Regions from separate parts of the Mus musculus genome. Here regions 1, 2, 3, 4, 5 and 6 are each linked to region 7. The links are chromatin contacts, called in public Hi-C, HiChIP or PLAC-seq and promoter capture Hi-C maps. All regions are on one chromosome and are shown on one strand. Each heading gives the region's core, a stretch centred on a gene start, on an enhancer-like site or on the middle of the called end of the contact. The rest is flanking DNA. Distances are from core to core; before and after follow the strand shown.

Region 1 (3,772 bases), core at 208-2,707, 1.2 Mb before region 7:
ATCTTTCTAGCCTATTATTATTATTATTATTATTACTATTATTATTGAGTAAATCAACCCATTGAAGACTGGGAATGTGCCTCGGTGAGAGAAGGTTTTGTTAATTTGATAAAGTCTCTGGGTTCAATCCTTAACACCACAAAGTAGTAATAATATTGACAATGATGATGCTAAATAAAGAGTAAGGCAGCTATCAGCTTCTACTGAGAAAGTGGACATGGTCAGTGGCTCACGAGAGCAGAGTGCAACACTGGCTGTGTGGAGGAGAGTAGGCAGAGGACCCCAGCTGGGAACCGGCACAAACATTTGAGTTCACCCCTTCTGAGAGCATCATCCACTCATACACTTGGCCAGGGTCTGGACAGAACACCGAGGCCACACTTTCTGAAGCACAGTTGATTCCCCATGGGAGCCATCCATGGCCTGCCTCATCCTGCAGTAGCAGCTGCATTGCCTCTGAGAAATTCAGAGAAGCCTCTTTCCAGAATAAGAGGGAACACACTTTTGTCTTGTAATGAACACCTTTGTCCAAGGACCTAAGCTTAGATTCCAACACTCACAATAAATGCTGCCCGAGGGCAGCTGTCCACCTGCAATCCCAGTACTAGATCCTGGAGAGCACTGGCTAGCAATCCTAGTGAGACACTGTATCCATATACAAGGGGGAAAATGGTTGAAGAAGATGGCTAGTGTTAACCTTTGGCTTCCAAATGCCACACACACACACACACACACACACACACACACACACACATTTATGCGCGCACACATGAACACACATATACAGATGCATATATAGCCCAAGAAAACAGGACAATGGGTTAAAAATACAAAATGAAAACAAGCTGGAAGCTCAAAACTCAAAAACTCTAGCAAAGTCGAGTTGTTTTAAATTCTGCTTCTTAGAGACCCGTGAAAAGACTGTCTGCAGTTGACGCCAAGAGAGCCCCACACCTCTCCTGTCCACCTTCTTACTCTTACATAATCCGTTCTCTGCGCACAGACTCTGATTTGTGCCATTGAAGACAAAGGCTGTGTGGGAAGAGGGCAGAGCCTCAGCCCAGAGCATCTATCTAGCACAGAAAAAGCAAATTAGCTACCTTGAGCATGCGGATTTCTCGAAGGGCGATTTTCTTTATGACAGGGTCATCTTCGGTTTCCAGAAACCTCTTGATGGCCACGATCTGACCCGTGTCCCTGTTTCTGCACTTGAACACTACCCCATAGGAGCCTTCTCCAATCTTTCCAATTTTTTCATATTTTTCCATTACAGAGGAGGAGCAAGTCTTCTTGAGAACGGATTTTCATATAGTTTTTAAAGGTCGTTTATGAACTGACCTCTCTCGAGCCTCATCAAGTAAGGGCTGTCGTCCGCGATCTAGAGAAAACAAGGCGCGAGTTAAAGAATAAGGATCAGCCAGGTGTGGACTCCACCCCCACCCAGCAATGACATCGCGGTCAAGGCTGGGAGTCTACAGGTGGCTGCCATGGGTGACCTAATTTCAGTTGTCTGTTTCATTCCCTCGAGCTAAAGATGTAGCCAGCATCCAAAAACGAGCCGAGCTGTAAGATAATCTATCTTTTTAACGTTATGGTTCATACGATCTAAGACACTTGAGCTGGCTGGAGCACCAGGAAGGCGAAGGGCTTCCCCGGTTCTAGTTTCGGGTCTCAATTCCCTCCGGAAGAGGACACCGGCTGGGCAACCGGGCCCGTGGGGACTGCGGGAACTGCAGGGACTGTGGGGACCTCCCACCCTGACTCCTGAGGCGCCTCTCGGCCCAGCTCTAGCACAGCAGCCTGCAGCTCGGCTGGGTGACTGCTGCGATCCCCATGGGAACCGCGCCGGTTGGGCGGGGCCGCCCTCCGCCCTGCTGTACCCGCAGCCACTTGGCCGGGTCCCTGACCCCGCGCTGCAGGTCCAGAGGGTTTAAATCGTGGAAATCACAGCATGGAGAGTTTGCAGGGAGAACGCCTGCTCCCAGGCTGTCCTAGCAGCCTGCTCGGGCTAGGGTGACCAGGTCCATACCTTATTACGTCCACTCCTTGGTGTCCGTTCCTCGCCTGTGAACCCCGGAGGACAGCAATTGCTCGGTGCTGCAGCTTCGAAAAATGAATGAGAGAGAGTGAGGCAATAGAGGGAGGCAGGATGGCCTTCCCTCCCATGTAGTGGGGTCTTGGCGGTGCAGAGCCTGCTTTGATTGCCTTGACTCTTTCCCCAATCACCTTCTTATTGAACCTGTTTCAGTACAGTGACAGTGGCAGTTGATGGATGCAGGAAATCTTGAAATAAGGATCGCACAGACAGCCTCTACATTTTGTCAGCCCTTCCATCCCCTATGCTAGGCGCCGAGGTGCTTGTGTGCTGGCGGCAGGGCTACAGCAGAGAAAACGCACGATGTGAAACCTGGCCAACCCGGGGCAAGGAACGTGCGATGCAAATGTACACAGAGCTCAAGAGGAAGCTGGGTCTGGGCATACCGAGCGTGACGGCTGCCTGGCAAAGGGTAGAGGTATAATGAGTTACTAGAATAGACTCGTGGTGGTCTGGGACCCTCCCCAGAAATCATGTGCAAATGTGAATGCCTACTCTTTTTGACTTTTGTCTTCTCGATAGCTTTGCCTTGCCCAGAATATCGCGTACATGGAAACATACAGTGCACAGCTTTTATTGAGTCAGATTCTCACTTCACAGAATACATCTGAGAGCCACACACATCTTGCATTTAGCAGCAGTGTCTTCCTGTTTATTGCCGGGTAGCGTTCTGTTGTATGAACGTACTGACTGGTATTTATTTGTTTATTCAATCCTGGTTGAAGGATATTTGGATTGTTTCCAGTGTGGGGTGATTATACATGAAGCCGCTATAGACGCCGTGCATGGTGCTTTCTGTGAAGCCAGGTCTTCATTTTTCTTGGGGAAATCCTTAGCGGGAGACCTCTGCACATTGAGCTTATCTTTTCCATTTTACCTTCCCACCTGCAATGTCCCCAGTGCCCGGCATCCTTGCGGTCCTTTTGGCTTTAACTATTTTTTAAAAATATTTATTTATCTATTATTACATGTAAGTACACTGTAGCTGTCTTCAGACACTCCAGAAGAGGGCGTCAGGTCTCATTACGGATGGTTGTGAGCTACCATGTGGTTGCTGGGATTTGAACTCAGGACCTATGGAAGAGCAGTCAGCTCTCTTAACTGCTGAGCCATCTCACCAGCGGATTTAGCTATTAAAATAGATGGTTAATGGCTTCTAATGGTTTTAATATGAATTTGACTTTTAACCTTCCCTATAGATGTGTTCTCGCTTCAGGATTCTAAGAGACTTATGGAAATTTTTTGGCGCCAACACCTCTCTCTTCCCCAGTGGGCTGCAGTTCTCACTTGGGACATGGCAAAAGGCAGAAGGACAAACAAACAAACAAACAAAACCCCTCTAGTTGATTGAATTAAGTACAAGATGGCGATCTTATTACTAATTTCCATACTTGGGTGGAGCTCAGGACCCTGTGCTCGCCAGGTAGGTGCCCCCAGTGGGAGACAGGATTGCTGTTATTGTTCCTGTCTCTGACAATGTTCTCCTTCACCTTTTAAGAGAGTTGTTTATAGGGACCACCAAGTAGGGACATTTTGATTTTTCTTTATCACTTTCTCTTTTCACTGGGTAGGTTCTTCTGTGTGATGGCAAGACCACACTGCTCTGAGTTGTTATTGAAAGCAGTCTTATGCTAGTAAGCACATTGGTGGTTAATTGTTTATTCACTTATTCACTTA
Region 2 (3,320 bases), core at 134-2,633, 1.2 Mb before region 7:
CCTTGTTCAACCCATGTAACCTTGGGATCAGGGGCAGGGAGACAGGCAGATCCCTCGTGCTTACTGAGCAACCAACCAATCACCTCAAGAGACCCTATCCCCCACCCCATCCCTCTCCTGCCCCGAGGCAGTGGAGGCAAACACCTTTAATCCCTGCAGACACTGAAGATCTCTGAGTTCAAGGACAGCCTGGTCAACAAGATAGCCAGGATACAAAGAGAGACCCCATGTGGAAAAAGCAAGTGACAGATAGAAACACACACACACACACACACACACACACACACACACGGAGGGGGAGGGAAAAAGGGAGGGGGACAGGGAGAGGGAGAGAAATTGGGAGAGATCCAGTCTCAAAAGTTAAGGTGGCGCAGGTTGGGTGGCACGTGCCTTTAATTCCTGCACTAGGAAAGGAGTGGCAGGTTGATAGCTTGAGGCATTAGAGGCCAGCCTGATCTACACCGGAGTCATAGGACAGCCAAAGGAAAACAAACCAGTACCGTTTAACATGCTTTAAACGCGTCTTAAACAAAAACACTGCCCCTCTCCAGGGTCGTGCCACACCTCGGTCTGCCACTAAATCCATTCGCATGGTCTACCTTGTCTCAAACAATCAAAAGCTCCCCCACCCCCACCCCTCCACCCCGCCCTTAAAGCTTTCACACCGAACACTGTATTTGCCAGCTTTCCTAGGCAGCTCACAGTAGGCAACTGAGTTGCTTCTAGTGAGGACAACTCTAGTGTGTGCAAGGAACTGACCCACAGAAGCCAAGTTCTGGATTTTCCAAGCAACACAGGGGATGATAGTTAAGAAGCTGCATACTTATTGGCAGTGTGCTAGGTCTTTTAATCTTCAAAGTGACCACCTAGGGGCCAGACTAGGATCCTAGTCACCAGTCACCCTTTAGAGTGGTTAAGAAATGGAGAGGAGTTGTGTATTCGGAGCCAGATTAGCTCCGGACCTCAACTCAACACTGCCTTTCCTATGGCGCACAAACGCAGTGGACGAACCCTGCGGGTCAGCAGCTCCTGGGATTCGAGGCTGGACCACAGAATCAGGACTTCCTCGCCGGGGACAGAGACATCGAGTCGGGGGACACAGACAGGTTCAGTTGGAGATCCCTGAGCGGAACAGCAAGTGCAGGCCGCCGCCTCTCACTTACCTGGTGCTGGAGCTTCTGCGGCCACCCCCGCACAGTAGCCCGGGCACCCCGGACGCCGGTCCACTTGCGCGGAGGAAGCCCCCAGCCACGCAGTACCGGGCCAGTCCGCAGACACCGCCTACGTAGCGCAGGGTCGGCCACATGGCCTGCGCCACCTCCCCTCCCTCCACCCCAGCACCCGCAACCTGAACGGACTCTAAGGGTGAAGCGCGCCGCTCTCCAGCCCCGCCCCCAGACGAGAGCCAATGAAACACGCGCGTTTGCCTGACGTGGGCGTGGTCTCCGCTGGCCAATGAGCGAGCGCCGTGGAAGGAAAAGACCGAGGGCGAAGGGCCGGCCAGGCGCAGGGACGCAGCACGCCGTGAGTAAGAGGAGCTAGGGCGAAGGCGGGGACCGGGTGGTGGTTCCACTCTCCGGGACCTCCGCCCGCACAGGCTTGACTGGACGCCGGCGCTGTTCCGCCAGAGAAGGCTGGGCATGTCGGGGTGACCCCTGGCTCCTGCGGCCTCTCCTTCGGCCACGCCTCCTGGTCGGTTGGCGACGCTGTGGCCCGGGAGCTGGGGACTAAGCCACCTCCTGCCGCTCCCTGTCACTACCCTGCTGATTGCCCGCAGGTTTCTGGGCCCTTCATGGGGCTCCTGGTTGGTTGTTCATTCAACCACTGACTCAGCTTGTAAATATCGGGCGCTGAGCTAGGCGCTGGATGAAAGTAGACGGCTCGGTCTCTGTCGTCATTTAGTGTTGTTTTTTTGGTTTCTATTATTGACTTGTATATGTGCCTATGCGAGCTTATTGCAACAGGTATGTGCAGGAGTTTGTGAGACCAGAAAGGGGAGTACAGGATCGCCTGGAACTGGAAATTCTGAGCTGCCATGTGGGTGCTGGGAATCTAGGCCCTCAGGTAAGACCAGTTAACAGTCTTAACCATAGAGCCATCTCTCTAGCCCCAAACTTTTCTTTATTAATTTACATCTCTGCCCCAGCTTCCCCTTCCTTCTCTCAGGCCTTCCTGACTAAGCCAGCTCAGTCAACAGGTTCTCCAGGGAGGGATGAAAAAATTGAAAAGAAAAAGACAATTAGACAGTACTATTAACATAACCCTAGCCCGTTCTGAGGTTGAAGCAAGGTTATTTTTCCTCCAGTCAGTCTGCTTTTATACAATTCTAAGTACATGCAAAGAATAAGGTCAGTCCTAAGTCATAAACAGAGTTAAGGAACAAAGCCTAAACAAAGGTGCCATGATAGTTGTATTCAGAGTCTTATCAAGACCCATCAAAATACAAAATAACTCTGTCCTCAGCTGTGTTCATCTTGAGCCTACTTCCCAGTCCTGGCCCAACCTCAAATTCTTGCCAAATTTTTAAAAGCAGGCATCCAAAGCGCTGTAGCCTTCTTCTCACTATCGACCCCACCCCCACCCACCCACTTAGGAAAAGGGGCAGCCTCCTATGGATATCAACCAGCCACTGTATGTGACGTTGCATAAGACTAGACACATTCTCTCCTCTTGAAGCTAGACAGGGCAGCCCAGTAGGAGAAAAGGGTCCCAAAGGCGGGCTCCTGCTTATCCCACTTGAAAACCAAGCTACGGGCTGGTGAGATGGCTCAGTGGGTAAGAGCACCCGACTGCTCTTCCGAAGGTCCTGAGTTCAAATCCCAGCAACCACATGGTGGCTCACAACCATCCATAACGAGATCTGACTCCCCTCTTCTGGAGTGTCTGAAGACAGCTACAGTGTACTTACATATAATAAATAAATAAATAAATAAATAAATCTTAAAAAAAAAAAAAACAAAAAAAAAAAAAAAAGAAAACCAAGCTACACAAGTATAACATATGTGCCTAGGTCAGTCCCATGCAGACTTCCTGGCTCAACCTTTCCTTAATCACTAGACTAAGAGAGAGCTTTAAATGTCCATGCCTCCAGATAGCCACTCACAGGGGAGGGCACTTGTGTTTCCTCCACTGTAAAAATGAGAGCTATGCAGTCACTTAAAAGACCTTATAACTGTAAAACTTTGTGGTTCTTTGTCACCATACCAATGTAATTCCCATTCGGTGCTTGATGGTAGTCCTTCATCTTTAGGGTTAGACCAGCTTAACAGGACAGACTGTCGCTGGAAGGAAGGACTCGCTGGTTTGAATGTTGGTTCCAG
Region 3 (3,550 bases), core at 61-2,560, 1.7 Mb before region 7:
TTTTTAAAAAAATCTAAATGAGATGGGTACACTGGACATGTGAGATGACCCTGTCCTGACTGGAGTGTATGAGACTCAAAGCCGAAACTCTGAGTTAAGTTTTTGTTTGATTTTCTAGACAGAGTTTCTCTGCATAGCCCTGGCTGTCCTGGAACTCACAGAGATTCACCTGCCTCTGCCTCCAGAGTGCTGGGATTAAAGTTGTGCTGGATAGCTGGCCCACAGTGAATGCAGGCATGAGTGCCATTGAGTCTCTAAATCAGAGGGTAATCTACTACACAGCACTAGATAACACACTGTCTTCCCACAGGAAAAGTCCCATGGCGTTTAATTCCACACACGGTGCTTTGAGGCTAAAAGACTTGAGTGTATATCTCAATGAATCAATTAATGAGCTTCCAACAGCTTTATAATAGTACATTTTAAGGGAAAGGAAAGGAAAAGCTATTGCTCAATTAATCCTCTCTCCAAATGTCAGGAATTAACCAAATTAAATTCATCACTTTCTCCCTGGGTAGACCCAGGTTGACCCTTGGACACTCCTGGGCAAAACGTAAAGCTAAAAGGTTCATAAAGTTCACAGTTACGAAAACAAAACATTCACACTCTGACTCAGAAAGCTATACGGATCTCAGCAGGTACTTAAACGGAAAGTGTATTATAAAATGTAAATTGTAATATGAGATTTCTTGGATATGTTCATTTTTAAAGACTGAAAAGACACACTACAGCCAGGAAAACCTCCTTTGGGGGCAAATTGTAAACTAGGAAATCTAAAAAAGCCAAACTAAAAACACGTTTAAAATCTATCCAAATTTTACTTCTCCAGGCAATAATGAAAATTCCACACAGAGACGGGTTTGGAAGACTCATACTCTACAATATAAATCGCCAACAGACACGCATATGGATTCACCCATGTCTCTCCTTCTCTGACACGTCTCTCTGTAACTTCCAGAAGTAACACTGTAATGATTCCCATTCTGCAGAGGCGGGGACCTCCGTTGATCAGAAGCCAGCACGCCCCCAACTTCCCCGCTCAGTTCGGCGTCAGCGCGCAGCTCCGCCCAGCCTGGAAGTAACATTCGCACCCGGCGCCAGGATCGCGGAAACCCAGGTAGGCTCTGCAGCCTCAAATGCACCGGAGAGACATCGCCTCTTATGACAGAATGTTCTAGATAGGGCATTGCGGCGGGTCAGGTTACCTCGAGACTCACCTCCTGAGCAGCAAGCCCCGCAGCTTGAAAGCTGAGACCGTGCGGCTCCGCAGCCGCTCCGGCGCCATGTTCGCGATTTGGCGCCACCGCCGACGCCCCGCCCCCTCCTGGAATAGACACACCCCTTGTCCCGCCCTTATATTCTTGGGCTGGTGAAATGGATTTTTTTGGCCTTACTAACTGCAGGGCCTCTGGGAATCTCAGACCCTGCCTAGGGAGTGAAGTAGGAGTGGTCAGAGTGGGAACAAGCTTCCTTTATCCCAAAAGCATTTTCTGAACACTCAGCTTCCCGGACACTCAGCTACCCTCTTCTACTCTGACTCTACCCAAGCTTCCTGCACCCAGAGTCTTCCCTTCCAGGGCTATGAGAGTTGTAGAGCCGTTGTTTCCCGGTTCTACACATGCTCAGGAAATACTGTGTTTTCACCGTTTTCGATCACTCCCATCCGACCAGTTTTAGTTGAGGGCCTCTCCACGATCCGCTGTCATCATTTAGCAGTCCCACTTTTTTCATGACATACCTTCTTTTTTTTTTTTTTTACTGGTGGAGTAACAAACCCAAGATTATAAATGGTTGGTATGAGGTGAATTGCCAGTGCGGTGGAGCTGCTCTTGAATCGTTATTCTCAGTCCTACAAGTAGACTCAGTAGAGCACATCTTAAAATGTTCCCTCTTGCTGAGTGTGATGGCACATGCCTTTAATCCAAGAACTCAGAAGGCAGAGGCAGGGGGATCTCTGTAAACACCTGGGCAACTTGTTCTAGAGAATGAGTTCCAGACCAGTCAGTGAATCACAGTGAGACCTTATATAAAAATCCATCCATCCATCCATCACACACACACACACACAAACGCACACACACACATATACTTGTGCTGTTGAGATGAATAATCAATTGGCTGTTTATAAATAAGCATGCAACTTTACAGGACACAAGAAAGCTCTGGGCATAAGACCACAGATCTATAATCCCAGGCCTCAGAACGGGGAGGTGCAAGGATTCAGGAGGCAAAGGCCATCTTTGATGTCACAGCAAGTTCAAAGCAAGCCTAAGATACCTGAGGCTTAGTGGGAGTGGGAGAGGCAAATAAGCCAAAAACTTGAATGATTTCTACAACGGTATAAGCAATTATCTCTGGGGCGTATATTTAAGATCTTTCTGAAAAGGAAAACAGTAAAAAGAATGCATGTGTATATTTGCTTGATTTTGCATTTCAAAACTTTTGAAAAGTTAAACTAGACAACAAAGAGAGATCCCAGCTGTGGTGGTTTGAATAAAAATGTCTCCCGTAGGCTCTGGTGTGTAAACACTTGGTTCCCAGTTGGTGGCGCTGTTTGGAGAGATTCAGGTGGTGCAGTTGTGCTGGAGCAGCTGTGGTGGCTTGAATATGCTTAGCCCAGGAAGGGGCACTATTAGGAGGTGTGGCCTTGTTGGACTATAGGTATGGCCTTGTTGGAGGAAGTGTGTCACTGTGTGGGTGGGCAATGAGACCCTTTTAGCTCCCTGGAAGCCAGTCTTCTATTTGTTTTCAGAACAAGATGTAGAACCCTCAGCTCCTCCTGTCCCATGCCTGCTTGCACACTGCTATGCTCCTGCTTTGATGATAATGGACTGAACCTCTGAACCTGTAAGCCAGCTCCAATTAAATGTTGTCCTTACAAGAGTTGCCTAGGTCATGGTGTCTGTTCTCAGCGGTAAAACTCTAACTCAGACAGTAGGCTTTGAGATTGTATAGCATCACCCCACTTCCAGCTCTTTTTCTCTGCTTTGTGCTTGCATTTGAAGACAGGAGCTCTCAGCTTCCTGATTCTGCCATTTGTTGCCATGACTCCATAAGTAAAAGTGCTTGCCATGCAAGCCTGAGGACCTGAGTTCTAATCCCCAGAGCCTACATAATTCCAGATGTGGTGCTGAGAATCATCAATCCCAGCATTCCTATAGCCTAATAGAAGACAGAGACAGCAGGAATTTTGGAAGCTCATGGGCCAGCAACAGTGAAAAACTAAGAGACCCTGTCTGAACTGAATCGAGGTAGACGACAAGGAAAGACTCCAGTGTGTCCTCTGACCTCCACATGTATGCTGTACTGGCACATACAACACACATACACACACACACACACACACACACACACTTAAAAAGATTAAACTTAGCCGGGCGGTGGTATACACACCTTTAATTCCAGCACTCGGGAGGCAGAGGCAGGCGGATTTCTGAATTCGAGGCTAGCCTGGTCTACAAAGTGAGTTCCAGGACAGCCAAGGCTATACAGAGAAACCCTGTCTCAAAAAGCCAAAAAAAAAAAAAAAAGATTAAACTTGTCCTGGGTG
Region 4 (3,333 bases), core at 617-3,116, 1.8 Mb before region 7:
TTCTTTACCCCACCCACCAATGAGTCATTTAAATTCAAATTTTATTCCCCTCCTCCCTTTTATGGAATTTTTTTGAATGAGTTACCAAACATGTATCACTGTCCATGGTAAATTAGCCAACATCAACAAGTCTGAAAATATAATGAACAATTATTAAATAATAATTTTCATATAAATTGAAAATACCTAATCAAGTGACCAATTTAATGTTAGTCTCCAAGCCATTCTGAGTGGAAGGATGAAACCTTTGTCAGCAGATCTGGGGAATGAATTCTATGACCATCACATATGTTCTGTGCCCATTATTCTGTAGCTACTGCTTATCTGTATGACTTCTTGTAGGGCACTTAGTACACACTTTGCCTAGCATGCAGAAAGCACTGGGTTCAACCCAACACAGCACCTTAGAAATAGGATATGGTGCAATTCTGTACTTCTAGTATTTAGGAGGCAGAGGTAGACCCAGACTCAAATTATGTTTGAAAACAAAACCCCCTAAATATGCAATCCTACTGAGAATCAAAACACAAGGCTTGGTATCATTAACAGTAACTTTATTCTCTAGCAGGTCATTTCTCTACTGCTTCAGTATTTTCCTCTCAGAGAACACAAGTTTTAGAACTGGATCACTTGGCCCTTCCTCTTCTTGTCGCCTCCCAGTTCAAAATGCTTGCATCTCTTAATGGCCAGCATCCTCTTGGATCTGCAGTTGGGCTCAACACACTCAAGCCTGAGCACAATCTTCTTTGTGGTTTTGGCCTTCTTTCGAAAGATTGGCTTTGTCTGCCCACCGTAGCCACTCTGCTTGCGATCGTAGCGCCGCTTTCCTTGGGCATACAGGGAATCCTTGCCCTTCTTATACTGGGTCACTTTGTGAGGCTGATGCTTGCCACATTTCTTACAGAAAGTCCTTCGGGTTTTTGGTACGTTGACCATGTTTGCAGTAGAAGTGTCTGCGATGAGAACTGTAAGAAAGTTTCAGACATTAAAGATCTTCAAACTCGAAAGTTTTAAACAGGTATAATTTGTAGGAACATATAAAAAAAAAACAGTAATGTTCGAAAATTTGTGAACCCACCAAGTACTCATTTCCCACGTGAATAAAAGGCCAACACGCAGCTGAGTGGATGAGCACTGGCTTAAACACCGGGGTTCAATCCTTACCACTTCAAGCCTATAGAAAAACTGTTTTTTGTTTTTTTAAACTAAAACGAGGCATTAACAGTTAAAAACTCAGACCTGATGGAGTGTGTCCTGGGAGGCTGAGGCAGAGGATTGCTAGTTGAGGTCTGCCTTAGCGTCCAAAGGAACTGACACTTGGAGTGGCCATTACAGTTCTCCCCAAACCAGCGTCCAATTTCTTAGGTCTCACTGCAAGGACAACGCAGTGGCGTCCGGGTAGAGAAGTTTTGCTCGGACTACCCCACAGCAATTCCCTCCGTTTTCTAGCTACGAATGGCTTACAACGAAATATAGTCGTTTCTGCAACAACCGGGCTCGTTCCTTCCCCCCAGCCACGTCAGTCTGTTTTGGCTTCACCCCCTCTAAAGCACCGTCACTCTCCAGCGGGCCCGAAGGCTGACGTGTCGTTAGCAGCCAGCACGCCTCGCCGCCCGGGAGCCGCCATGCTGGAGCGGTCTCTTCCGAGAGAGCCGCGGGCTGACCTCAAGCCGCGGCGGGCAGCACCTGCCCCTTTCCGACGCCTCAAAGAGCTAGGTCGGCTCCGGCTTCCAGGCGACCGCGGTCCCCAAGGAAGCAGCTACCGCTCTGCTCCAGACTTACCGAGAGACCGGCCGCCGCGATCCCCGACTCAACCGCACGCGCCGAACAGGAAAGGGACGAACAGAGCGGAAGTCGGAACTGAACCTGAGCGACGGGAATGCGAACCAATAAGCAGCGGCCTCCTCCGGAGGCTTCTGAGAAGCGCCAATCAGCGCCCGGCGGGGCGGGGCGGGGCGGAGGGTGTGGGCCGGAGGGCCCGGGCGCTCGCAGGCCAGTCGCGGCTTGTCAGAGCGGTCGCTGCCGGAGCGGGGCGAGGCTGCGGCGTTCGGTGTCGCCGTTCCGCCGTGCGAGCAAGGATGAGCGCGCAGAGGACGCAGAGCCACGGGCAGCGCAGGTAAAGGAATCACGGTGTCGGCGACCGCGGCGGGGCTTCTTCCGGGACCCCCGGGTGCTGAATGGAGAGGACCGAGGCGACGTTGAGCCGCGGCTCGTAGCGGCGGGGCGGCTGCCGGAGCTGCAACTGCCAGAGAGGATGCGCGGAGCCCGGGCGGCGCGAGGCAGTTGAGAGCCTTCGGGCCCCAGGACGCCGGAGCCCGGGATGAGTTAGCGAGGGCCGCCGCGGGGGCCAGTTCCTAGGGCTGCAGGCCAAGGCGACGGCGCCGCCCGCCCGCCCCTTCCGTGCAGAGGCCGCCAGCTTCTTTTCCGCGCCCGCGCTCCGGGCCCTGGAGACCATGAGGTTCCGCATCTACAAACGGAAGGTGCTAATCCTGACGCTCGTGGTGGCCGCCTGCGGCTTCGTCCTCTGGAGTAGCAATGGGCGACAAAGGAAGAGCGACGCCCTTGGCCCGCCGCTGCTGGACGCGGAGCCCGTACGGGGTGCGGGCCACCTTGCTGTGTCCGTAGGCATCCGCAGGGTCTCAAACGAATCGGCCGCTCCTCTGGTTCCCGCGGTCCCGCGGCCGGAGGTGGACAACCTAACGCTGCGGTACCGGTCCCTGGTGTACCAGTTGAACTTCGATCAGATGCTGAGGAACGTCGGTAATGACGGCACCTGGAGCCCCGGGGAGCTGGTGCTGGTGGTCCAGGTGCATAACAGGCCGGAATACCTCAGGTTGCTGATAGACTCGCTTCGCAAAGCCCAGGGTATTCAGGAAGTCCTAGTCATCTTTAGCCATGACTTCTGGTCCGCAGAGATCAACAGTCTGATCTCCAGGGTGGATTTCTGCCCGGTTCTGCAAGTGTTCTTTCCGTTCAGCATTCAGCTGTACCCGAATGAGTTTCCGGGTAGTGACCCTAGAGATTGCCCCAGAGACCTAAAGAAGAATGCAGCTCTGAAGTTGGGGTGCATCAATGCCGAATACCCTGACTCCTTCGGCCATTACAGAGAGGCCAAGTTCTCACAAACCAAACACCATTGGTGGTGGAAGCTGCATTTTGTATGGGAAAGAGTCAAAGTTCTTCAAGATTACACTGGCCTTATACTCTTCCTGGAAGAGGACCACTACTTAGCCCCAGACTTTTACCATGTCTTCAAAAAGATGTGGAAACTGAAGCAGCAGGAGTGTCCTGGGTGTGACGTCCTCTCTCTAGGGACCTACACCACCATTCGGA
Region 5 (3,868 bases), core at 436-2,935, 1.8 Mb before region 7:
CTGCAATTCTACACTTGCTCCAGTCAAAACCCTTGGGATCCTAACTACTTGGACCTTCCCCTAATTAACTACCCAAACCACTCCAACCTGTGCCACCCAAGATCACTTGGGAGGTTCTAACTGTCCTGGTTCCGTTTCCTCTTGCCTCAAACTCATTTTTGCCTCAGCTTGCAACTCTACATTTTTGCTTCCCTTTTCTAAACAAAACACACACACAGGAATTAAAGTTCTTCACATTTTTATTCTTTGTGTACAAAGACTAGCATGATCGGTTCCACTTGGTAGTAGTCAGTCGAATCCATTCAAGGTCGCTTAGTCCAACTGAAAAGAAAAAAACAAAACGGAGTCTATTACTTAGACTGTGATTCTGGCATTTATTTCCACTGGTTCCCCCTAGTTATTCCCCGATACAAGACCACACAAAATTACATTAACCATGTCATGTACTCCGGAGTTACTAAATAGCCCGTTTCTGCAGTTCATCTTAACCCGAAAAAACCTAGACCAGACGGAGGAGGGACCGATCCTGACACACTTGAGTCATTCAAGTCTCTAAACTGTAAGGCTAGGCTTACAGTAACTATTTCATCAATAATGTAAGTCTGAGCTTAAAACTCTCTGCTGCACCTCAGCAGTGTCAAATACCATGCAGGCCCATTAAACACAAGTTTATTTAAAACTGGTCCCGCAGCTGGGTGTGATGCACACCTTTAATCCCAGCAGAGAATCTGTGTTCCAGGACAGCCAGGGCTACGGAGAAACCCGGTTAAAATACTTTTTAAAAAAATTGGTACAAATAAAAAGCAGATGAAATATATATACAGTGGTTTTGACCAAAAAAGGAGACTTTTGAGACATCAACCTTAGAACAAATAAAAAGCCAAAACCCTGGCTAAAACATAGCAGTGTGTTCACTAGATTCACTTAGGTTTCGGTGTGTGAAGTCTAGAGCTCTTCCCAGTATGATCAAACATCCTGGGCCAGAAATTTAAGACACGTATTGGGTTAGGAATATTCAGTTACTATGTAGAAACTGCACCACCTCCTACCCACCTGACACCTAAATCTGACCAGGCATTAAACCCTTCACCCTTCCCTTCTGGAACTCTTAAAACCCTCCGCTGTGTGCATCGTGGACGGCAGCGACCAACCGCGCGTACCTTAATGAAGCCTATGTCCTTCGCGTACTGCCGGAAGCACTGGCGGCACATGTTCAGCCCGTATTTGCGGATCAGACCGTGGCGGTTGGAGCAGACGCGGCTGGGAGGAGGAAGGACAAGGAGATGGCCTTAATGGAGCCGCCACAGTAAGGTACAGCACTCCTCAGCTTCCCCACCACCCGCAGCAGGGCCCGCCCGGCCCGGCCTAGCTAAGCCCGTAATGGCGACGGCAGCACCGAACGCCCTGCGCGCCGCCCGCGGGCCTTGAATTTCCGACACCCAGTCACCAACAATGGCCCTTCCCTCTAACCGCGGTCTCCACAACCCGCTCCTCACCAAGAGCGGGAACCCTGGCCGAACTTCCGTGGGTGACTCCAGTAGAGCTGCTGGTGACCCATCTTGCCTTCAGACGCCCAACGAGGAGAAAGGAACGAGTCGGCTCGCGCAGGCGCTCTTCAAAGTTTTTTGGAGCTACACGCTACCCAGAATACAACGCTAAGACGTGACGCGTACGCCGTGCGACAACATTGGTCCGCGTGCTCTGAGTGACATTTCTAAGGCTGGCTGGGCGGGCACAGTGAGTGACGTCACGGCCCGCCGCAGCTCTAGTATCTCCCCGTCGCTCTCAGCGCTCGCCGGGCGCGGTGGCGCACGCCTGTAGTCCCAGCTACTCGGGAGGCTGAGACAGGAGGATCGCTTGAGTCCAGGAGTTCTGGGCTGTAGTGCGCTATGCCGATCGGGTGTCCGCACTAAGTTCGGCATCAATATGGTGACCTCCCGGGAGCGGGGGACCACCAGGTTGCCTAAGGAGGGGTGAACCGGCCCAGGTCGGAAACGGAGCAGGTCAAAACTCCCGTGCTGATCAGTAGTGGGATCGCGCCTGTGAATAGCCACTGCACTCCAGCCTGGGCAACATAGCGAGACCCCGTCTCTTTTTGGACACTTAATAATATTAACATTATTCTCACTTTCTTTTTAATTCACCCTTTTCTCATATAATACATTTCAACCTTAATTTTTTACATTGTCTTAACACAAACGTTCGCTTACAAACGTGATTTTTTTTTTCCTTTACTCACTACTGACACCTACTGGCGTGAAATTATATGACAACTTAAATCAAGTGTAATGAGTAAGAGTCAACGATAGGGGCCTCTTATTAAATCTTTTGACCTCATATACTCCAAAAAGAAATCCACATCATTCCATGGATGGAAAATAGGGTCTTACGTATATGTGAGTATACCACCCTTGATACCTAAATATAATCGCCTACATTTACTTTTCATTTGTTTTTGTGTAGACAAGACTGGCCCAAGACTCTCATTTTGCCCATAATAGACTCACACTCCCTATCCTAATGTCTCAGCCTCTAATAATGGGCTTGCTTGTGCCACCAAACGCAGGCTAAGTGGATGAATATGAAGAAAAGTAATATAAAATAAAAGTTGTTTTCATCAGATAATTTAATAGCAAAACAAGTAACGACAAACTTCAAAAGACAAATTTATAAAAAATAAAAAATATATAAAATAAAAATAAAACCTAAAATTGCACAAAGCCCTGCCCCCTGAAATAAAAGCTTTAACTAAATCTAGAATGTAGCAGAGTAAAATTAAGAAAAAAAGCCTTTTGTAGAAGACTTTTAATAGAAACTTTAAAAAAAACTTTAAAGTATGCTACTTCAAAATTTTGGTAGACAATCCTTACCCAATTATTTCATAATGAAAGAGTCACAGATTTAAAGACCAGATATAATTTAATGTCTGTTGTCAGTCTTCAAATCTAGTGTTTTACACAAACACACACACACATATACACATATACAAATACACACACACATATACACATAAACAAACACACACACCGCGATTCCCTCACCTTTTCAATTCCAGTTCTGTTGTTGTTGTTGATCTATCTCTCTGTCTTGCTTTGACAACATGTAATACAACTAAACAAACGGGAGAACACAGGAGGGTACTGTTGCTAGACAGAGTAAGAAGATAACGCTGCTGAAGGACACAGCTCACTGGTGCCTTATTTTTCCTCTCATCAATCAGTACCTGTTACTATTACTGGGATCACTGCTTTGCCAAAACAGGTAGCCATGCCCTTCCTGGCTAGCCAGGCCTTCTGGAAGAGTCTGGCTAGACTGTTCACTGCCTTTTCTTGGGATCCAAAGAGCATTTGTGTTTTCCTAGCTACCCCTGACAGATTGGCTAGCATCGTGACAATAAGTTTCTGCCAGGGGCTGGTGAGATGGCTCAGTGGGTAAGAGCACTGACTGCTCTTCCAAAGGTCCTGAGTTCAAATCCCAGAAACCACATGGTGGCTCACAACTACCTATAATGAGATCTGACGCCCTCTTCTGGTGTGTCTGAAGACAGCTATAGTGTACTTATGTATAATAATAAATAAATATTTAAAAAAATAAGTTTCTGCCAATCTGGAAAATAGATTTCTGCAGGTTTGAGTGTACACATCTGCCAATTTACTGATAGTTGCCAAACTTTGATTTATTATATTGGATCGACATCATTAAGAGTTAAAGTCCCAACCTTTTTTTTTTTTTTAAGGAAGAGGGGGTTGCTAAAGGTTGAATCTAAGATCTCACACTTGCTACCCAAGCACTACCACAGAGGTCAAACTTCCACTGCTTTCAGTAACAATCAGTGTTTTCTATACTCTTACACATCGTAGAGCTTTAG
Region 6 (3,802 bases), core at 1,065-3,564, 1.6 Mb before region 7:
GAATATTTAAATGGTAAACAAAACACTATGATCACAAAACAAAAGCTTATGATAATCAGAGACAATCTTTTATTCCTTGTTTACATTTTTGTTTATTTGGTGTGTGTGTGGTAATGCATGCATGCCACAGCATAGAGGTAGAGGTCAGTAAATAGTTTCATGAATTGGTTCTCTCCATTCACCATGTGAACTCCAGGGATCACACTCAGGTAACTTTTGTCCACTGAGTCATCGTGCCAGGTCCCAGTGGGTCCTTAAGCCTTTATTCTAATAACTTATAACTGAAATAGTTATTTTTGTATTCTATTTTTTAGATAATAGCAAATACAAGAACCAGAGCAGCTATTGACTTATCATACTGCAAAAAAACCTTACCATTTAAGTAAACAAATACACTTAACTCATAAAAGTGCCAAGAGTTTGCTGTTATTGGTTACTATTTTTTAAGGCAAAATGTCACTCAGTAGCCCAGGCTAACTAACCTTACCTCAGTCCCCTGAATGCTGGTGTCATAGGTGTGAACTACCATACCCAGCTCAACATTCTTTGAGAAGAGATGATGGCAAAGTACTACAAGTCTAGCACAAGAAGAAAGATCATCCTAAATATGAGATCAGTCTGCTCTGTATCAAGTTCCAAGCCACACTCCTTTAGTTCTGGTACTTGGGAGGCAGAGGTAGGCCCATCTCTTGAGTTTGAGGCCAACATGGTCTACAGAGAGATTTCTAGGACAGCCAAGGCTACACAGGCAAACTCTGTTTCAAACAACAACAACAATGAAACAACAACAACAACAACGAAACAACAACAACAACAACAAACAACAACAACAACAACAACAACAATGAAGCAAGTTCCAGGTCAGCAGATTAAGGCACATGGATCAACAACAACAACAACAACAACAATGAAGCAAGTTCCAGGTCAGCAGATTAAGGCACATGGATCAAGTCTGGGGATTTAAGTTGGATCTTACCCCTGACCCCTCATCTCACAGCAAAACTGACTCCCCCCCAGGTTGTCTTCTGACATTCACTTGAGAGCCCCAAGTTGTACCTGTTTGTTGTTTCCACCTACACAGACACACACACACACACACATACATACATACATGATAAATAGATAGATAAATGGAGTTTTAAAAATTAGCTCCAAACTTAAAATTTACCTTCATGGCAAAACTCGACGGCATCATGTTCTTAGGCCACTCAAATTCTGTTGTATGAATACGTATACCAGACTCAAGTAACAGTGTAGCTTTAAAATCAGGTCTGTTCAAGAGAAAGCCAAATTTTTCTTTAGGGAATTTGCCAAAACTTATTCTCTGAATTTAAAAAAACAAAACCTAAAATGCAGGATATATATATATATATATATATCATAATTTACCAAAAACAATCTTATAAAATATTCTTACTTTTGAAGCCGAATAAGATATGTCTTGTTATCCACATCATAAACGTTGTTTACTCTCATTCCTAGCAAGCTGAAAAAAAAAGAAACATATAACAAATCATTGTTCTTGGTTGAAGCAAAACTTTCCATCATTTATTGGTGTTGTGGAAAAGGAACTCTTCCGCTAAGATACCTCCACCGCCTATAAAGGTATCCTCAAATTAAATGTAGACTTTTAAGCACAAAAGTGGCCTGTTGATCTCAGTAACACCAGACTACTAGTGCTGGGGTGGGGTGGGGGGTGTAAATACAGTAAAATTAAGTCTAAATGACTTATTCGGAGCGGAGGAAGTAGCCGAGTCCCCGAAAATGCGACAAAGCTCACACAGCTGAATAGGCGACAAGTCCAGGACACAGGTCCAAATCTGCCCATTTCAGCTGGAAGGCCCTGCTACTTCTCTTTGGGAAGAAGGACGGGAATTCTGAAGAAGCCAGGCCGCCAGTCTGGAGCAAAGACGATCACTCCCGTTCTACCAAACGCTCGCTGCGGGACTCAGGCCACCCCGGCAAGACCTCTCGGAATCAGCGCCAGGGAGATGCAGCATCAGGCACGGTCCCCGGGGGGGGGGGGGGGGGGGGTGTCTCCCGGGGGCACCGGCCCCGGGCTCGGCCCCCAGGCCTAGAGAATCCCCGAGGCACCGGGACGACCGTGAGGCTCTCCGTCTCGCGACCACCCGGTGCCCGGCCTCCGCTCCCTCTGCTGTGAACGAGCCTGTCCACTCCCACCACCATACCTCGCATTCAGTTCCGCGAGCACTGCGCGGAGGTCAACCGTGCTGAACCGGCTCTTCATGGCTAGGCTGCGTGTCGCTACCGCAGTCCTTTCAGGGACTGAGCCGACGCAGGACCACTATGCTTCTGCGCATGAGCGCTTGGCTTGTGTCTACGGCAACCCAAATGACCCAATATTACTTATAGTGAAAGTGCGCTATTTAACCGAAGTTTGTTGTCAAATCATGATCAATTATTTTTTTCACTGTGTAAAAAAAACTCGACATAGAACTAACTACCTTCTCGAAACTGCGTCCTTTCCTTGAACAATGACCGGGTTAATCCCGTCCCCTTGTTTGGGGATTAAAATGGGTCTCCATTAGGATCCTGTAGGTCATTAACCATTAATCAGTTGCCCCAGGAAGGCGCTATCGCTCAGGATGGAAGAGCAAGGGGTCTTTCTAAACGCGAATTTGAGACTAGACAAAAACCAACGGTTGGTTTTCCCTGACTCTGACAAGCCGTAGAGATGGGTTCCTATTTTGCTGGGTACTACTCTCCGAAATAGGATTCTGCGGCATACTGTAGAATTCTCATTCAAGTTGAATGGGGTGGGGTTCTATATAGCCCGAGTTTCATAAATTCTTGGCACCTCAAATACTCAAAAATTCACTAAGTAAAGATGTCAGATAAAAATAAAGTAAGAGTTCCCATGGGAGAAGGAGAAAAAGTTCTCCTCCCACACCCCAGCGTTCTCTAAACTGCTTCAAGTTCTGCATGCTACCAATTCATACATAAATTATTCAGGGTTCAAATATACGATAGTTAATTCGTCTAAATTTTTCTTTTTAAAAGTTCTAATGTTAGTAATAAACAAATCTAAAACTAAGAACAAAAATCTACTAGTTTTGGACAGTGGAAGGTGTGTGTGTGTGGGGGGGTGGTTGTCATGGTCATTTTTGATACAGGGTCTTTCTATGTAGCCCAGGACACCTTAGAACTCTGAATTTTCTTGTCTCTGCCTTTTTGAGTGCTGAAATTACCAACACATTTAGAAACTGGAGGAATTTTAAAATCAGTGAAACATGTATTTAAAAGTTTAAAGTCATTAGCATTCACATCGCTATAAGTTCTTAGAATGGGTGACCAAAAAAGCAAAAGAAAGCAGGGAAAGTGTCAAATTTGTATATCTAAAAACATAAGGATTTTTGTAATTACTCTGCTTTTGAGACAGGGCATGCTATATAGTCAAGGTTAGTCTAAACTCACCCTATAAGCCAGGCTGTCCTCAGTCTCCCTCTGATTCCAGCCTCATTGGTATTGGAATTGCAGGTACATACTATCATGCCCAGATAGATCATAAACCTTTAATGTTGGCAAATGTGTTAATCTAGTTTCTATTGTTGTAACAAAATACCAACAGTTAAACAATGTACAAAGTTCACAGTTTTAGCAGCTGGAACTCTGAAACTGAGTAGCCACATCTATTTCAATCTAACAAGGGCAGCCCCCCTGCTACATTCCAGCATCTTGAGGGAAGCACATGGAAAGAGAGGGGGCAGTTCCGAGGTGAGACGGAAGCAGCAGGGGTGCACGCGCCAGGCTTCTTCTTATGATAGCTTCTTCATGAGTGAAA
Region 7 (3,547 bases), core at 85-2,584:
GATTGATAGTGGGTTTTTAAAAATGTGTTTTTATTGATGTTTGTTTTGTTTTCTTTTTAGACAGGGCTCTTATATTGCAAGCTGGCCTCCCGTCCCTGCCTTCTGCATCACCCTGCTGGAAAATATTTTCTAGCTATATAAAATAAAAGTCTCCAGATATTTATTTATTTTGTTTTTTTGAGACAGGGTTTTTCTGTATAGCCCTGGCTGTCCTGGAACTCACTTTGTAGACCAGATTGACCTCGAACTCAGAAATCCGCCTGCCTCTGCCTCCCGAGTACTGGGATTAAAGGCGTGTGCCACCACGCTCGGCTCAGATATATTTTTTTAAATAAAAATATTTCTAACGTTGTATTTACAATTGGGATTTAAAATCCACCCACCACTAGGTCAGGTTCCATGCCCACTCCTTTGATTTATCTGTTGCCCTCCCTCCACTTAATACTTAAGATCATAACCTGATAGTTGTTAGAATGAGCCGAGCAACTGGAGTCCCCCAAGCCACCTTAGCCTTTCCTAACGCTAAGTCTCATAATCTTCCTAGTAGGAATGAAGATATTCTAAAGAAGCTCTTGTGCTCCTCTTTTTGATAAGACTCCAAGAAACTGGAACTTCTCCAGGAATTACATGCTGGGTGAAAGAAGGCTGAAGCCTGCCTGGTTCCAGCCAGAGGGACAGCTTTCTCTCACACATAGATTTCACACCACCTTGCAGGAGAGGCTAAAGTTGAAACCATGATGGAAAAGGTATCACACCTTGACCGAGGCTGCTTAGTTATGCACAGCAGTTGAACCAAACGTCATGTTCGGACTCTGATGATGAACTTGGTCGGAGGATGGGGGGGTCAATTGCCTCCTTTTGTTCCTTTTCCTTTTTTTTTTTTTTTTTTTTTTTTTTTTTTGGTGTTTTTGAGACAGGGTTTCTCTGTGTAGTCCTGGCTGTCCTGGAACTCACTTTGTAGACCAGGCTGGCCTCGAACTCAGAAATCCGCCTGCCTCTGCCTCCCGAGTGCTGGGATTAAAGGCATGCGCCACCACGCCCGGCTTTGTTCCTTTTCCTAAGGTGGGTTTTTCCTTCCCCGACTTTTAAGAATTCCTGTCTGTGTGGGCTACAGAGGACAGGTGCCCAAGCCTGTCCTCCTTAGGATTATTAGCTACTTAGGACTATTAGGAACTAGGCTCTGACCTTAGCTCTTCCAATACCAGTTTCAGTTGACACAGTAGCAACTTCTCCAGGGAACCGCCTCTATGGTTTCTGCGCACGCGCGCTCTCTGCTTTTTTTTTTTTTTTTTTTTCCCCCTACAGTTTTCGTCCCAGCCCACGGAACAAGCCGCAAGAGGAAAGGCTATTGGTGGAGAGCGCAGCCAATGGGCGAGCCTGTTACTAGCCTGCGCCGTGTGCGGCGTAGGAGCGGCGCTTGAGGCCTGGAAGCGTTCCGCGGCCTGCCGGGTCAGCACCATGAGCTCCATCGGCACTGGGGTGAGTCTCTCCGCGCCGTCTCTTCCAGTTCGGGGTTGAAGGCAGTGAGGAAGCCCGGCTGCGGCTCGGAGGGCCGCTGGATCCCCGGCGCTGCCCGAGTCCTGGGGACCCGCGGCCTCTGTCTCGGTGACCCCGGCTCCCGCGGCGGTTCGGGCCGGTCCTGTCCGCCCCCGTGCAGCGACAGCCCCGGGTGCTGAGTCACTTTAGTCTCATGCTTAAGGAAACTGAAAGTGGAGACTCGCGGGCCTGCCGCAGTGCGAGCTCCCCGGCTCGACCCTCGAACGGCCCCTTGCAAGCCCCTGCTGGTCGCAATGCCTCGGCCGGATCGCCGAGTGCGTCGTGCGGCCGCCGCCGGCCCATGCAGGTGCTGCGGAGCTGTGTGCTGCGGTGCTGCTGACTCACAGGCCTGCCCGGGCTTCCCGGACGGAACCTAGTTAGTGGACGTTCCCTGGAAACGGGACACCACCTAGAAGAAAGGCTGGATCTCATGAGTCCTTGCCTTTCCTTTGCGTTCTGCTTTTCGCGAACAAGCTATTTTAAGCGAGTCTGTAAGCATTTAAAGGGTTATCTATGGGCCTAAGCGCCTCCGATTTGTAAGGAGTATTGAGGATTTGCGAGCTGGACTTTAATTTGTTGGGGCTAAATACACCCAGTGTGTGCAGCGATTTACCCCACCTTTCCTTTGTCTCCATATAGAACTACTTAACAGTCTCGATTATTTGCAGTAGAGGTAATGAATGAATAATGCGTTTCTTGGTTATCCTTGTTTCCCCCATTATTTTGATGCTCACCAAGTGTGGTGCACCCCTTTAATCCTAGCACTTGGGAGGTAGAGGTAGGAGGATCTCTGAGTTCGAGGCCAGCCTGGTCTACTTAATGAGTTCCAGGACAGCCAGGACTATGTAAAGAGACCCTGTCTTTAAAACAAAACACGCGCGCGCGCACACACACACACACACACACACACACAAACAAAATAAGATTTGCTGCTCAGAATTAAACTCGCATACTGTGTTCTTATGCTTAGAATTAAGTGGTTACAAGATATTAATACTATGTAATACTTTTGGGATAAGTGCTCAATAATATGTCTCAGCAAATTGGCTTTGCAGTTGTAGTAATGTTATCCTCTGTCAGTGGTCAATCCATGTGGAATATTTTAATATGAAAGTAACCCTGAGTTTTAGGAAGTTTCACGGTTGAAGGCTTGTTTTCTGGCTGTCTTCTAAGAATTGTAAATACCAGTATTTGTCAGTCATTTTGGGCCATTTGGTTTTCTTTTTTTTAACCCCTACTGCTGGGCAGTTGGGAAGGCCAGCCGAGGGCCTCAAGAGCTAGTAGGCAAGCACTGAGCCCCAAATCCTATATTCAATTAAAGAAAATAGTGAGTGTGTGTGTGTGTGTGTGTGTGTTTGTAGGGGGTGGGGTTGAGATAGAGCCATACTGGCCTAGAACTCTGCATCTTTCTGTGTCAGCCTCATGAGTGCTGGGACCCATCCGTATTGCTTAGATATGCAGCAAGAAAGGATTATTATTTAATTTTGAATTCTGTATGGACAATCTTCCGTTGTCTTCAGCTTAATGAACATTTCAATTCTGGTTGTTCAAATGAAAGTCCATTAGTTGTCTTTTTTTTTATTTTATTTTACACCAAGAGCTGTCCATTAACAAATCTGTGTGTTTTTTACACAGCATCATTTATGCCTAGGGATTAAACTACAGTGTTTGTGCTGCCAGACAAGCTCCACTCCTAGATCCATGGTTCTGTCTGACATTTAATGGTGCTCCTAAAAGCTTGTTTCCTTTCCTTTTGTGTGGTCAGAGCCACCATTGTTTGGAATATCTGAGCTCCACACCCACACTTGTCTACATTTGTTTTAGCCCAAAGCCAGAGTGAATTTTTTAAAAAATTTCTATGTGTATGTATGTTGCACCACATATGTGTCTGTTGTCTATCCAAAGCCAGAAGAGGGTGTCAGATCCCCTGGAATTGAAGCTATCGAAGTGGTTGTGAACCACTATGTGTGTGGGTGCTGAGAATTGAACCCAAGTGCTTTGGAAGAGCAGC

What was found. Promoter capture Hi-C pulls out the DNA fragments that hold promoters and counts their contacts. A called contact is a pair of places that touch in the nucleus more often than the background predicts. HiChIP or PLAC-seq counts read pairs in DNA pulled down with a chosen protein or histone mark.
Region 1: a contact with region 7 is called in a promoter capture Hi-C map of hippocampal neurons, with 2.6 times the contacts expected there. The contact joins the promoter of 4930512B01Rik here to the promoter of Psma3 in region 7. A contact is called at or near these places in 2 of 39 promoter capture datasets (erythroid cells and hippocampal neurons) and 1 of 115 datasets of contacts at active chromatin or transcription factors (large pre-B cells).
Region 2: a contact with region 7 is called in a promoter capture Hi-C map of liver, with 2.4 times the contacts expected there. The contact joins the promoter of L2hgdh here to the promoter of Psma3 in region 7. A contact is called at or near these places in 3 of 39 promoter capture datasets (hematopoietic stem and progenitor cells and liver), 3 of 115 datasets of contacts at active chromatin or transcription factors (the 230-238 cell line, embryonic stem cells and large pre-B cells) and 1 of 9 other capture datasets (liver).
Region 3: a Hi-C map of B cells shows a contact between it and region 7, with 6 read pairs. The contact joins the promoter of Pole2 here to the promoter of Psma3 in region 7. A contact is called at or near these places in 1 of 39 promoter capture datasets (cranial neural crest), 1 of 484 Hi-C or Micro-C datasets (B cells) and 1 of 115 datasets of contacts at active chromatin or transcription factors (large pre-B cells).
Region 4: a contact with region 7 is called in a promoter capture Hi-C map of pre-B cells, with 8 times the contacts expected there. The contact joins the promoter of Rpl36al here to the promoter of Psma3 in region 7. A contact is called at or near these places in 3 of 39 promoter capture datasets (the C10 cell line, cranial neural crest and pre-B cells), 5 of 484 Hi-C or Micro-C datasets (B cells, CD4 T cells, Th1 cells and 1 more), 6 of 115 datasets of contacts at active chromatin or transcription factors (astrocytes, embryonic stem cells, large pre-B cells and 3 more) and 3 of 9 other capture datasets (adipose tissue, liver and macrophages).
Region 5: a contact with region 7 is called in a Hi-C map of B cells, with 12 read pairs. The contact joins the promoter of Rps29 here to the promoter of Psma3 in region 7. A contact is called at or near these places in 1 of 39 promoter capture datasets (embryonic stem cells), 1 of 484 Hi-C or Micro-C datasets (B cells), 1 of 115 datasets of contacts at active chromatin or transcription factors (large pre-B cells) and 1 of 9 other capture datasets (liver).
Region 6: an H3K27ac HiChIP or PLAC-seq map of embryonic stem cells shows a contact between it and region 7, with 5 times the contacts expected there. The contact joins the promoter of Nemf here to the promoter of Psma3 in region 7. A contact is called at or near these places in 5 of 39 promoter capture datasets (the C10 cell line, cranial neural crest, embryonic stem cells and 2 more), 4 of 484 Hi-C or Micro-C datasets (B cells and embryonic stem cells), 5 of 115 datasets of contacts at active chromatin or transcription factors (astrocytes, embryonic stem cells and pro-B cells) and 3 of 9 other capture datasets (adipose tissue, liver and macrophages).

What each region holds. Positions count from the first base shown.
Region 1 is chr12:69,788,887-69,792,658 of GRCm38.p6, forward strand. It overlaps 4930512B01Rik (RIKEN cDNA 4930512B01 gene), which reads left to right and starts at 1,458. Exons shown (of 8, transcript NR_033573.1): 1 at 1,458-1,565. It overlaps Cdkl1 (cyclin-dependent kinase-like 1 (CDC2-related kinase)), which reads right to left and starts at 1,821. Exons shown (of 10, transcript NM_183294.2): 1 at 1,757-1,821; 2 at 1,101-1,378. The coding sequence starts at 1,268.
Region 2 is chr12:69,723,491-69,726,810 of GRCm38.p6, forward strand. It overlaps L2hgdh (L-2-hydroxyglutarate dehydrogenase), which reads right to left and starts at 1,384. Exons shown (of 10, transcript NM_145443.2): 1 at 1,164-1,384. The coding sequence starts at 1,306. Dmac2l (distal membrane arm assembly complex 2 like) reads left to right here and starts at 1,455. Exons shown (of 5, transcript NM_026536.2): 1 at 1,455-1,524.
Region 3 is chr12:69,226,880-69,230,429 of GRCm38.p6, forward strand. Pole2 (polymerase (DNA directed), epsilon 2 (p59 subunit)) reads right to left here and starts at 1,311. Exons shown (of 19, transcript NM_011133.2): 1 at 1,218-1,311. The coding sequence starts at 1,285. It also overlaps a transcript of Klhdc1 not described here.
Region 4 is chr12:69,182,201-69,185,533 of GRCm38.p6, forward strand. Rpl36al (ribosomal protein L36A-like) reads right to left here and starts at 1,867. Exons shown (of 2, transcript NM_025589.4): 1 at 1,783-1,867; 2 at 534-965. The coding sequence starts at 936. The coding sequence ends at 616. It overlaps Mgat2 (mannoside acetylglucosaminyltransferase 2), which reads left to right and starts at 1,958. Exons shown (of 1, transcript NM_146035.2): 1 at 1,958-3,333. The coding sequence starts at 2,454.
Region 5 is chr12:69,157,501-69,161,368 of GRCm38.p6, forward strand. It overlaps Rps29 (ribosomal protein S29), which reads right to left and starts at 1,686. Exons shown (of 3, transcript NM_009093.2): 1 at 1,497-1,686; 2 at 1,161-1,260; 3 at 222-321. The coding sequence starts at 1,558. The coding sequence ends at 313. It also overlaps Rn7s1.
Region 6 is chr12:69,354,862-69,358,663 of GRCm38.p6, forward strand. It overlaps Nemf (nuclear export mediator factor), which reads right to left and starts at 2,315. Exons shown (of 33, transcript NM_025441.3): 1 at 2,190-2,315; 2 at 1,418-1,486; 3 at 1,169-1,271. The coding sequence starts at 2,248.
Region 7 is chr12:70,973,289-70,976,835 of GRCm38.p6, forward strand. It overlaps Psma3 (proteasome subunit alpha 3), which reads left to right and starts at 1,335. Exons shown (of 11, transcript NM_011184.5): 1 at 1,335-1,479. The coding sequence starts at 1,459.